4 separate regions of the Mus musculus genome follow, and all the other regions are linked to region 1. A link is a contact called in public Hi-C and HiChIP or PLAC-seq data. All regions are on one chromosome and are shown on one strand. The core of a region is the stretch at or near the end of the contact, and the rest is flanking DNA. Distances in the headings are between cores, read along the strand shown. Region 1 overlaps Clint1 (clathrin interactor 1). Region 2 overlaps Ebf1 (early B cell factor 1). Region 3 has its middle 32 kb from the start of Gm51859. Region 4 has its middle 150 kb from the start of Gm12159.

What was found. A called contact is a pair of places that touch in the nucleus more often than the background predicts. HiChIP or PLAC-seq counts read pairs in DNA pulled down with a chosen protein or histone mark.
Region 2: a contact with region 1 is called in a Hi-C map of embryonic fibroblasts, with 3 times the contacts expected there. The contact joins two enhancer-like sites. A contact is called at or near these places in 2 of 15 datasets of contacts at CTCF or cohesin (large pre-B cells and pro-B cells), 49 of 484 Hi-C or Micro-C datasets (the 3T3-L1 cell line, B cells, the Ba/F3 cell line and 31 more), 8 of 115 datasets of contacts at active chromatin or transcription factors (the NIH/3T3 cell line, astrocytes, cardiomyocytes and 5 more) and 1 of 9 other capture datasets (embryonic stem cells).
Region 3: an H3K4me3 HiChIP or PLAC-seq map of embryonic basal ganglia shows a contact between it and region 1, with 6 times the contacts expected there. The contact joins two enhancer-like sites. A contact is called at or near these places in 1 of 15 datasets of contacts at CTCF or cohesin (the NIH/3T3 cell line) and 3 of 115 datasets of contacts at active chromatin or transcription factors (embryonic basal ganglia, embryonic stem cells and large pre-B cells).
Region 4: a Hi-C map of uterus shows a contact between it and region 1, with 7 times the contacts expected there. The contact joins two enhancer-like sites. A contact is called at or near these places in 2 of 484 Hi-C or Micro-C datasets (embryonic fibroblasts and uterus) and 2 of 115 datasets of contacts at active chromatin or transcription factors (astrocytes and stem cell-derived neural progenitor cells).

Annotation. Positions count from the first base shown.
Region 1 is chr11:45,879,909-45,882,576 of GRCm38.p6, forward strand. All of the region lies in intron 1 of Clint1 (clathrin interactor 1), which reads left to right. Among named protein-coding and RNA genes, the nearest start is that of Clint1, 29 kb to the left of the region's middle. Within about 2 kb of position 1,338, at least 72 of the 459 cell types and tissues checked have an H3K27ac peak or open chromatin away from gene starts, as enhancers often do. A contact at or near this core is called in the NIH/3T3 cell line, the STO cell line, embryonic basal ganglia and 3 more, where this site is marked.
Region 2 is chr11:45,001,781-45,004,448 of GRCm38.p6, forward strand. The region is part of intron 15 of Ebf1 (early B cell factor 1); the gene reads left to right. Among named protein-coding and RNA genes, the nearest start is that of Gm51859, 85 kb to the right of the region's middle. Within about 2 kb of position 1,336, at least 51 of the 459 cell types and tissues checked have an H3K27ac peak or open chromatin away from gene starts, as enhancers often do. A contact at or near this core is called in the NIH/3T3 cell line, the STO cell line, embryonic fibroblasts and 2 more, where this site is marked.
Region 3 is chr11:45,055,044-45,057,711 of GRCm38.p6, forward strand. No RefSeq gene overlaps it. Among named protein-coding and RNA genes, the nearest start is that of Gm51859, 32 kb to the right of the region's middle. Within about 2 kb of position 1,343, at least 3 of the 459 cell types and tissues checked have an H3K27ac peak or open chromatin away from gene starts, as enhancers often do. A contact at or near this core is called in embryonic basal ganglia, where this site is marked.
Region 4 is chr11:45,264,092-45,266,759 of GRCm38.p6, forward strand. No RefSeq gene overlaps it. Among named protein-coding and RNA genes, the nearest start is that of Gm12159, 150 kb to the left of the region's middle. Within about 2 kb of position 1,325, at least 33 of the 459 cell types and tissues checked have an H3K27ac peak or open chromatin away from gene starts, as enhancers often do. A contact at or near this core is called in uterus, where this site is marked.

The sequences.
Region 1 (2,668 bases), core at 88-2,587:
TTCTGGAGGAGAAATCGGGAAAAAGGATAACAATTGAAATGTAAATAAAATATCCAATAAAAAAAAGAAAGAAAAGATTTACTATTTATTTATATGTGTGCCTTGGTGCCAGAAAAGGTCAGAAAAAGGTATCAGGCTCCCTGTAACTGGAGTTCCAGGAGCTTGTGCATGGACTGCACAACATGAGCATTGGGAACTGAGCCGTCCTCAGTAAGAGCAGAAAGTGCTGTTAACATCTGAGCCATCTTTCTAGCTTCCACTTTTTTCTTCTTCATCAGACACTTTGTATTTAATATATGCTAAAAACCAAACCAAAAATAAAAGTCAGTGACTGAGACAAGATTTCAACAGAAGTTCCCTTGGGCAGAACAATGCCTGTTGCCCTTGATGTCCTGTATTCACTAGAGTGCTGCAGCATTTAGAGAGATTGTGGCCTGAGACAGGGGCTTGTCACATAGTGCAGGCTGCCCTCAACCTCTTGATCCTGATAACTCTGTCTCACAAGTGTTCCAGGAGTGTGACTATGCCAGTATGAAGATTGGTATTTATCAGGGAGCGAAACTGTTTCAAAACTGGATTTTCAGCTGTCCTTTAGAAGTTCTTGAGGAGTCCAATGCTTTAAGAGGTGACATTTCCTCCTCAGGACTGGTTTTAGTGTTGTTCCAGTTGTGGGCATTTGCATTTGTCCCGTGGCTTATTCCCACAGCACTGGGTGCAAACTTCAGTTACTATGCTGCAGCACTTAACTATCCAAACCAAAGACCATCACAAGTGTAAGGAGTGTCCTGTGTCCTAACCTGTAGGACAGTTACAGCGGAGGCAACTGGCACACAGAATTTGTTGTGCACTTTAGTAGGATTGTATTGTTTCCCGTGGCTAGAGTGTAAGAATGCTCATCAGGGTGGACTGGGGAAATTGAGGGAGTATAAAGGAAATAGTATGGTTTGAAATTGGTGCTTGGAACTAAGTTATTGGGTCTGTTTCTGTCTGTCTTCCTGTGAAATGTGTACACCTGCATATAACAGAACATTGAATTGTAAGCTTAGACTAGAAGGGTGGTGCTCTGTGAAGATACAAACCCGTTTGACCCCATTTGGAAAAAAGACAGAGTGGGAACAATACTTGCTACCGCAGTGCTCCTCCGTTCACAGCTGGACCTGAGTTGTGCCCACACTTCTTCCCTTCTGCTCTGTGGATATTTTCTAGTAAAGCATGCTTTTATGCTACGAGCATAAAAACTACTTGATTGGCAGTTGCCCAAGTGCTGGGAAGCCTGCTTTCCTGCTCTTCAGCAAAGCCAAGTTCAGACATTTCTTTGGAGTTTGTGTGTCCAAAAATTGATTACAGGGCCCCCTCTAGTGACTGAAATCAACAAGGACACAAATCTCTCCCAGACCTGGGAAGATTTAGAATTAAGCTACAGGGAAGTAAATTTTTTTAATTGTTTTTAATTTTTATTTTTAAAGGGAATTTTTTTTCATTTTTAGAAGGTTATTGATGTCAAGAATAGGTCCAAGATTGAGGCTATCCAAACAACAGCGGGTCAAAAGCTCTATTTACCTTTTTAGAAATCGGTGCTTTAAAATGGAAATGGAATAAGGCTGTGCTACACAGGGTTCTTTGTTGTTTGTTACGGTTGTTTCTGGCTTAATGAAGCTTTAAAAAGTTTTTTTTTTTTTTAATCTAGAGTTCTTTATGATATCAACTTCATTTTTTGATCATTTTTGAAAGCAGCAGTTTTATTGAAGAAGGAAAAAAAAAGCTTTAAAACAGCATTCTCATGAAAGTATTAGGTTTTTGCTGTCCTGGTAACAGCATATGATCCTTCTGTGGATGTCCTTTATACCCAACGGTATGTTTTAATGGCTCCTTTTGTTTCTCAGTTAAGGAAATGAGGAAATTCTTAAACTTCTGGATCTCTGCCATCTCTCCTAAACACTCACCGCCCCAACACACAGGCCTTCAGCTACGAGCCTTTAAAGGGCTCTCATTTGACCCTCGGGCCTTTGTAGCTTGAACAAGGAAAGCAGTGTTCCAAGAGCCCTAGCATTGCTGAATGCTCTGGTGAAAATATTTCATGGACATGGAGTACAGGCGCCTTCATCTTATAGTGGAGATCTCTGTGACAAAATGCAAGGGTGGATTATAACCCTGTTTGGTGTGGTTCATCTTCCCAGCTACGTTTGAATGCTTTTAGCTGCCCACAACCATGCAGTCTTTAGCCACCAGAATAAACAAAAGTGTCAGATCCATCATTTTGTATTATCTTAAATTGTAGATCTGGTTTTGGCTGGCTTGCCTTCATTTTGTTTCCATTGTTGATAAAAATTAAGGAGAAGAGCAACACCATTATTTATATATAAATTGTTGTCAACAGAATCATCTCTGGAATATTAGGAAAATTCATTAAAAGTCTTCAAGAGCCCCAAAAGTTGTGGGTTCCTAAGGAAATAACTTTTAGTTATATTATCGCATTAGTTGTGCAGTTGGAGGGGGTGTCCCTGGCATTCAGGGGACACTTTTCTTGGTAGAGTCCTGTTGTGGGTGTCGGTGTAGGAGCTGCACTGTTTGTTCTGTGACCTGACCAACTGTCTATATGTGACTGTCTCAGTGCTGATGTGGATCTGTTTGTCAGTGACTTAACTAAGCTAAACTCCTTGAAGGAACG
Region 2 (2,668 bases), core at 86-2,585, 880 kb before region 1:
AGACCCAGTATTGCCATGTAGTCATGCAGTGAGGTTTCTTTATTGGGAGGGCCTCCTTTGAGGTGCCTAGACTCAGGCCACAGATGGCTAGCATTTTGTTGTGTAAGAAAAGTGTAGGGTGCAGTAACCCTTTACAAAAACGTGTAAGTAAGTAACTGTGGGCCTTGCTTAGAGGGTAATAGATCTTGTGTTAGACTTATGTTCTGTGAACTGTTTACAGAGTGGGGACCAGCCATGCTCATCCCATAGTGCCCCTTAAGTATATTTGATACTAACACCACCTATTTGCAAACATTTATAAGCCAGGGAAATCATGTTTGAAAACTTCTACAACTCTAAATTCTCTTCAAAGAATTCAGAAACCTCGTTGAGCCACCATCCCAGGGGATGCTACAAGCCCTTTGCAGAAGGCATGCCCCATTTCCTGTCCAGGACACTGCTCACTCAAGTGCCAGCTGAGTCTCTCAAGGGTATGGGGTTTATAACTACCAAAAAAGAAGTGTACCAGCACACCAGTGAATTTGGTGGGGAACTTTAATGGAAACCTATGAAGATGCTTAAATCTAACCAACCTAAGAAATTATTTGAGTAACAAAACACTATTTTAATTTTTTTTTAATTCATGTGACCCTCATAGGATGTTTTCCTAGGGCCCAGAGGGTAAGTGTCCATCTAGGTTACAATGGACACATCTAAGAATACATGGGCTAAAACAGCAGATTTGTCAGCTTTCTGCTTTACTTTAGATCATATGGACACTCCCTGAGCTGTCCTGGGCAGGACAGAGACTGCCCGTCCACCAGCAACATAGTATTTTTTATTTACTTTTATTTATTTATTTATTTATTTATTTATTTATTTATTTATTTAATAGAAAGGAGGAGAGACTAGCTTCATTAACTACAAGCTTCACCTTCCTGCTATTTAGGCTTTACTTCCTGCTATCTATTAAAGGGTAGAGGATCCACCCGGCACATGCTTAGGGACCCAAAGTGATACTGAGCCAGCACACTGAGGGACTCCCCCCCCCCCCCAGCTGCCAATCCTTGTACAAGAGGCTGCAGCATCTGGAACTCTCAAGTTAAGGCCCAGGGTTTAAATACTAAGCCCCCCCCCCCCCTCACCCAAGTTCAATGAAGTCTAGGGCTCTCTCAGCTCTTAAGGGCACTGCTTTTCCAACTGATCCCAAGTCTTGGGTGGCGGGGGTGGGGGGCTTAAGTCAGGCTGCATTTGGCAAAAGATGACTTCCTGTTTCTAAGAAAGAAAGAAAGGCTTATGAGGGTTTAGGAAAGGACTCCAGGAGCTTTTGGACTGCAAAGGGGCTCTTGCAAAACAACATTTGGATGATTTACGTGTAAATGAATCAGAAACATGTGGATTGAATTTCCTTGCGAATACAGATGGGTTTAAAAATTAACGGAAAAAGTGTTTGGCAAAATACTTTTGGGTTTTTCTTTTAATTGAATCTAAAATGTCAGGGGTTGGGGTAGGGAAGCCAGAGTAATGTGGGGGGGGTACATGGCCTGGTCTCCCTCTGTCCATCTGTGCCAATGGGGTTCCTTTATTTTAAGGAACATTTTCCACACATGATGGTTTAGTCAAAGGAAGGGAAAGAGGTCCAATTTCCTCATTAGTGATTAGTGCAGGCATTAATCACTGATGAGAATATTCACTTAAGTTTAGATTTGTCAATAAAAAGGAAAGAAAGAAAAGGCTTTTTTCTTTTTTCTTTTTCTTTCCGTGTTATCATTGTTAACCAAAGAAAGCCTTGTCTTTGGTTTTACACAGGCATCTCTCTTGGCTTGGTCTATTTTCAAGTTACCACACCATCTTTCCTATAGCAAACCCCTATTTTTCACACTCTTTCTGTTAAATGTGCCCTATTGGAATGGTGTCTATTTGATGTAGGGGCAAACACAGACCAGAGAAGTTTAACAGTGCTTTCAGCTAGATCCAAGAAGCAGAAATGGTAGTTCACAGGCAGAGGGTAATCTGCCTTGGGGTTAGACCCTGCCTGGGCTGGGGGGTTAGACCCAGGCGCTCTGCTTCTATTTAAACGTTCACTAACTCCTGAGTGCTGCAGTTCACTTCATGTTCCAGCCATGGAGGCTGAGGGTCAGGCAGAGAATTAGCCATCTCAGAGGAATGCGCTCTGAAGTGGGCAGGCATGAGGCAGCATTTCCTAAACATGGCCGTGCAGCTCCTAACTCCAAACTCTAAAATAAAAATAGGGTTGACTAAAAACAGGTCTTCCCTTCATAGGCTACATGTTTTCCCTAGTAGCCATGCTCAGGTCATTCCAGAAATCCTGGGAGTAGAGAGGCATTCTACAGTGTCCGGCAAACAGGCTCTCTCTTCCAACCAGGACTCAGCTTTCCCTGTGAACAATGCCTGCTGTGGTGCTGTGGCTGGCGTCCTTTTCCAGCTAGGGCTGAAGGGAAGGCCCTCCCTCAGATGGTTGCTCTGTTGCTTAATTTTCATGCTAATACAGAACATAAGGAGAGACTGTTCGCAGAAATTGTTGGCAGTTACAGCGGGCCATTCCTTTATTTTATACTTCGTATGTGATGGTGGGGGGGTGGAGGCAAAATGACAAACTGAAAATTCTCACTATTTTGCAAAGTCTGAGGCTGCAACTTTCCCAATGGTATTCTAACTATGCAACTCT
Region 3 (2,668 bases), core at 93-2,592, 820 kb before region 1:
AAAATTAATAACAGAGTTAGTGACTGAGCCTAGACTTCACACATGCTAAGAAATCTGTCTGCCACCAAGCTATTTCCACAGCTCTTAGAAGTATATTATTGACTTTTCCACAATACTAATTTTTTACAACCCATAAGCCTGGGAGATCTTCCATTTTCTAGTGTTCTCCTCAATCTCTTTCTTCAAAATATACAGAGGTGAGGTTCTCAACCCCACCTAATAGAATATATAACACAACCTAACGTGAGTGCTGTACCTCAGGCTTCTGGAACATCAGGGAATAGGGGAAAGGGAGGGAAGATTAAAGGAGCCAGAGGACTGGAATGTCTGTGAGATTGTGTCTTTTATATATGATAGGAATGCTGTACCTATGAAATCTCAACACTATGGCTAGTCAACTCGACCTAAACAGCTGATATTTGGGCGAAGAGCTAGATGTTGAGGAAAAGGAAGCTAAGTAAAGATCTGGGATAAATCAGAAAGTGTTTGAGGAAAAGGGATATATAGGGTACTCTGCACAGCAATTCAGGCTTTTATCTCATACCCTTCTGTTTAAGCCGTCTGGGTTTGAGACTTCCCCAATTCCTTTTCTCCACCAAAACTTACATTTCAAATGTTGTATTTGCCTTCTCAATGAATACCTATCCATATACTTATATATAGTGATCATTCCTTTTCAAGGAATATCTGCATTTTACAGGGATCCACTAAAGGCAATTTCCTTCCAAAAGCATGGTGGAGATACTGTGATTTGAGCATTGTGGGGGGCCACTGAGGGGATACTTAGAACAAATGAGACTGAGACATATAAACCAGGCAGCACAGTTAATAATGAGTCCCATTGCTGAAGTGTTCTCTCTAGTGTATAGGAATCACCAGCTGCCTGCCAGGAATATGCTCCAAACTGACACACTTAAGAACAAAGATTTCTGTCAGTTCTAAATGCAGCTGAGAAATGGAGTTCGGGTGTGATTGGGGACAATCTCTCCAGTAGATTGTGTCATGGCACACGTACAGAGGCTCTAGGCAGAGCAGTTCCTTGTTAAAGGGTTTTACATCCCTATCTGAGTTTTAAATGTTGAACCACACAAAGGAATTGTTGAAACCTCCTTAAGCAGCTAAAACCTTGTTCCCAATTCATGGGAAATTTGGCCATGGAAGAGATTAAATAGAGTGGTGTCGCTAGTCAGAGTTGATGAAATGCAAGCACGGAGATGGTACCTATCAAAAAGGAAATTAGAATAAATGAATATTAAAATATTTAAATCTATAATAATGTGTTCAAAACACAGTTCCAAAGAACATTATCATTGGAAGTGAGAAACCCGCGCTAAGTCACTTATAGTCTCTCCCAAGCAACCTTCTTCCTTCCATTTCAACTCATTAGGGTAATATTAGCTTTGAGCATAATGGTGTAATTTTAACTGTACTGTACACAAATTACTCTGGCTCTTTATGTGACAAGACTTAGCAATAATCCCTCTCGGTAGATCTTTAACAATTGCTACAATGCTGGGGTGGGGAGGGGTGGGTGTGAGGGGTGTGTGGGGGTGAATGAAGCTCCTTGAAAGAAACAAACAGGAAAGACAAGAGTTTATGCTAACCCATGGGGAGGGTCAGAGATGAATGTTTCTATATTGTTAACGTAGGTGGCTACCTTCCCAAAGTTTTACATTAAGAAGGAAACGTTGCCATTTTCGAAATGATCTGTGCTCAATAAGGTCCAGAGAACTCAATGTCCTAAGATAAAGGCCCAGAGAACTGATCTTGCCTTCTTCCTAATCAGTCATCTGAGTATGGCAGTCATAACAGTCAGCTCAGATACATGGCACTGCATGAGGAACTTTAAGGTGCAGGCTAAACCATCATCCAATGGCTCTCACTATGAAAAGAAAATCTGAGCAAAGACTTGAAGAAAGTCCCAGGATTAACATTTGGCAAAGGGGCTTCATTTAAATGATCATTTAAAAGTCCACTATGTAAGGCAGGCTGAGTAGCAATTAGTAAGAAGTGTGGCCAGGGAAAAATGAGCTGGGGGTCCACTTGGGAAGATTAGAGGGGACACAACAGAAGAACATGGTGGAAACACTAAGAGCTAGGATTTCTTCTAGAAAGGAAAGGACAGTCACTGGGTTCTGAACAAAATGACCGCATGGTTTAAAAATTATCACTCTGGTTTCTGTTTAAAAACAGCCAGGGCCTCTTGTAATAGTTCAAAGGAGAAATGAAAAAGATAAATGGCCAGACTTCTCTGGATTCTGAAAGGTGAATCCAATAGATTTCCTCAGCAATTGGATGTGGATTTGAAACAGCAGAGTCAAGGATGACTCCTGGAAGTATGATCAGCCGAAGGATGCAGTCGCCATCTCCTGTGATGGAGAAAAACTACAGCTAGAGGGGGTGTGGAGAGGAAAAAAATTTTTTACTTTGCATGCATTGAGAGTCAAATATCAGATATTCAAATAGAGATGTCAAGAAATCAATCTAGTGTTGGAGTTTGATGTTGGAATAAAGCACTTCGCCCTGTGCTGGGAATATAAGAGACTGTCATTAGAGGTGAGAGGAAAACAAAGACTTCAGTCTTGGGGAGGAGATCCCAGCATTAGAAAATCTAGAAGAATCAGCAAAACCTAGAAAGTGATGTTGTTACTACTTTCTGTAAGATGGA
Region 4 (2,668 bases), core at 75-2,574, 620 kb before region 1:
CTGCTGAGGGAGTTTTTGATTTGCAATCTACTGTTCCATGTCCCTCGGGTCTTGTACAAGAGCAGCCCAGCTGTGGGCCCAGACACATCCCAGGCCTGTCAATGGATTTCCCCAGCTGCTAATCCTAGCTTTTGAGCTCCAACAGTGGAGCTGAGGGTGTGGCAGCCACACTCTGGAATTGTTCATGCTTTGTCCAGGGAGGAGAGGAGAAGAGAGAAGCCGGGGCCTGAGAAGCATCAATTCCACCAAGAGATTCTTTGTGACATCGGAGGCTAATTAGAAATGGAGAAGTGCTTGATGAAATTGTTCACAAAGCAGGGCCTGAGGAGATGGCTCAGTCAGTAAAATCATTTGATGCACAAACATGAGGGCCTGACTTCCAGTCCCCTGTGACCCATGCAAAAGCCAACCATGGCTGGGCATATCTGTAATGCTATTCTTTGGGGAGAAGGAAACAAGAGGATCCTGGGAGATCACTGGGCACATGACTTTTTGAAACAGCAAGCTTCAGGTTCAGTGGGAGACATGTCTCAAAGAAATAAGGTAAAAAGCGATAGGATAGCAAGCTTCCTTCTCTGGCCTCCATATCCACACATACTCATACACTCATGCATTAACACATGTATGCTACACTTACATGTACACATACATACATACACACACACATACATACACATACGTACACAAGAAGAGTTTTCACACTAAGGGCATACAACTGAACACAAGAGTTCAGCAGAGGATTTTATGGTTTGGGAGATTATTATTTTTCATTGATAATATTGATCACCTTCAGCCCACACAGATTTAATTGTCTTGTCAATACACCCTCATTAATATTCTCTTTAGGGGCTTCATGGTAATATGCACATTCCTTTCCATAAATGTGTTTATGATTAATTCTAAAGAAAGAGAGGTTCTGAGAAACAATGCATTTGGGTACAAGGCTATTCTCTCTGGCCTCTACTTATCAGCCTCACTATTTATTAAAATGATAACTTGTGGGCAGAAAACCAAGCTGAGGTCTTTGGGGAGAATGGACAACTTGGGTCGTGAGGAAAGAGAAACAAGGAAAGTTAAGCCAGCAAATAGTATTTCTTGAGACCACATGGAGAAAAAGCACAAAATGGAAAGGGGGGGGGGAGGGTGTCTGTATCATGTCCAAATTTCAGTCATTGCCAAAGTTTGCAAAATATCTTTTCATTTAGAAGTGCTATGATTTAATGGCAAAGGAGGACATTTTGTTGGAACGCCCAGCGTAACAAACACTTTTCTCTCCACTTAACAGTGTTCCCCTGGCTTCGTCTCATGGAGAAAATAATAATTTGGATGTTTTGAATTATAGCAGTAATACTAAAGGCACTCTGGGCCCACCCAAATTCCCAGCACCGAACATGGCATCGGAGCACTGGAGAATGAAGCGGGGCTGTATGAAACAGCAAGCAATGGTTGGTTTGGGGACAGGGATCATAGTTGACTGTGGGCAAAGTTCTCTGCAGCCTCGCATTCTGAGCCCAGGGCTGGGGCGAGAGAAGGCTCTCCTAGCTGACAAGAGTCCTGGGGCTCTGGACTATGAACAAGTTCTGGAGAGAACGTGAGCCTGCGCATCTGGAGGTGCTGGATCCCCTCCGAGCTCTGCCACTAATGAGCCTCGTGACCTTGAGTAAATCTGCTATCTTCTGTGGCCTCTCTCTCTCTCTCTCTCTCCCTCATCCCTGCAATCACTGACACTTAGAACTGCAGAGACCCCGAGAGATCAAATGGGTGTGCGTTTCCCCTGACTGTGTTCAATCACATTCACCTTCCCTATGTTCCGCTTTTATTACCCTTCCCTTTCATAAGTCTAGCTGCCAAAAGAAAGAGTATGTAGAAACAATACGTAGAAGCTGAACGGTGATCATAAAATAAATGCAACTGAAACAAAACCTTCTTACTGAACAGGAGCCAGAGAAATGTTGGCTGCCTGGGAAGACGATAGATGCGAAAACCAAACTAGTGAGACTCGCTGAGATCTGAGCCAGTGCCAGGTCTTCTATGCAGTGCTGATTGCCACTGCTCTAGGAAGAAGCCCCCACCATCTTCCTCACTTTGGAGAGCAACTGACTGAGAGGCCGGAACATTAACTGGGATGGTTCCTGACTTTAAAAAAAGATATTTAAAGTTTGTATTGTACAGGCCAGCATGAATCTAAGACACTGTTTTTCACATAATCAGAAAGATTAAAGAAGACTTTAAAAAAATAAGAATAACACTGTTGTTACAAAGAATGTCTCATCTGATGCCATGAGTTTCTTCCACCCACCAGCATCGCCCAGTGTTCCTTAGAGTTATAGCCGAGAAGAACCATCGATCTTTGAAGAGGTGGAAAGTACACTGTTGGCCTCTGTGGTATTCAGCCCACCACGCACTTCCTCTGAGAGTTTTACTGTTTTCTCTTGTCTGCCGGAGCAATGCCTGCTGGAATTGTGAGCATTACCTCCGCATAAGCCATCCCAGGTCTCCCTCCTCGTGCCAGGGGCCAGAGGTCACCCTCTCCTAGGTACCTCATTCCTGTGGACACTTCAGGTCCAGGACTCTTATATGAGATGGCGCTACCTTTAGTCATAACCGACTTCTTGGCACAACATGTAAAACCTTTTCTAAGTGTCCCATAAATTAACACAAGATTTAA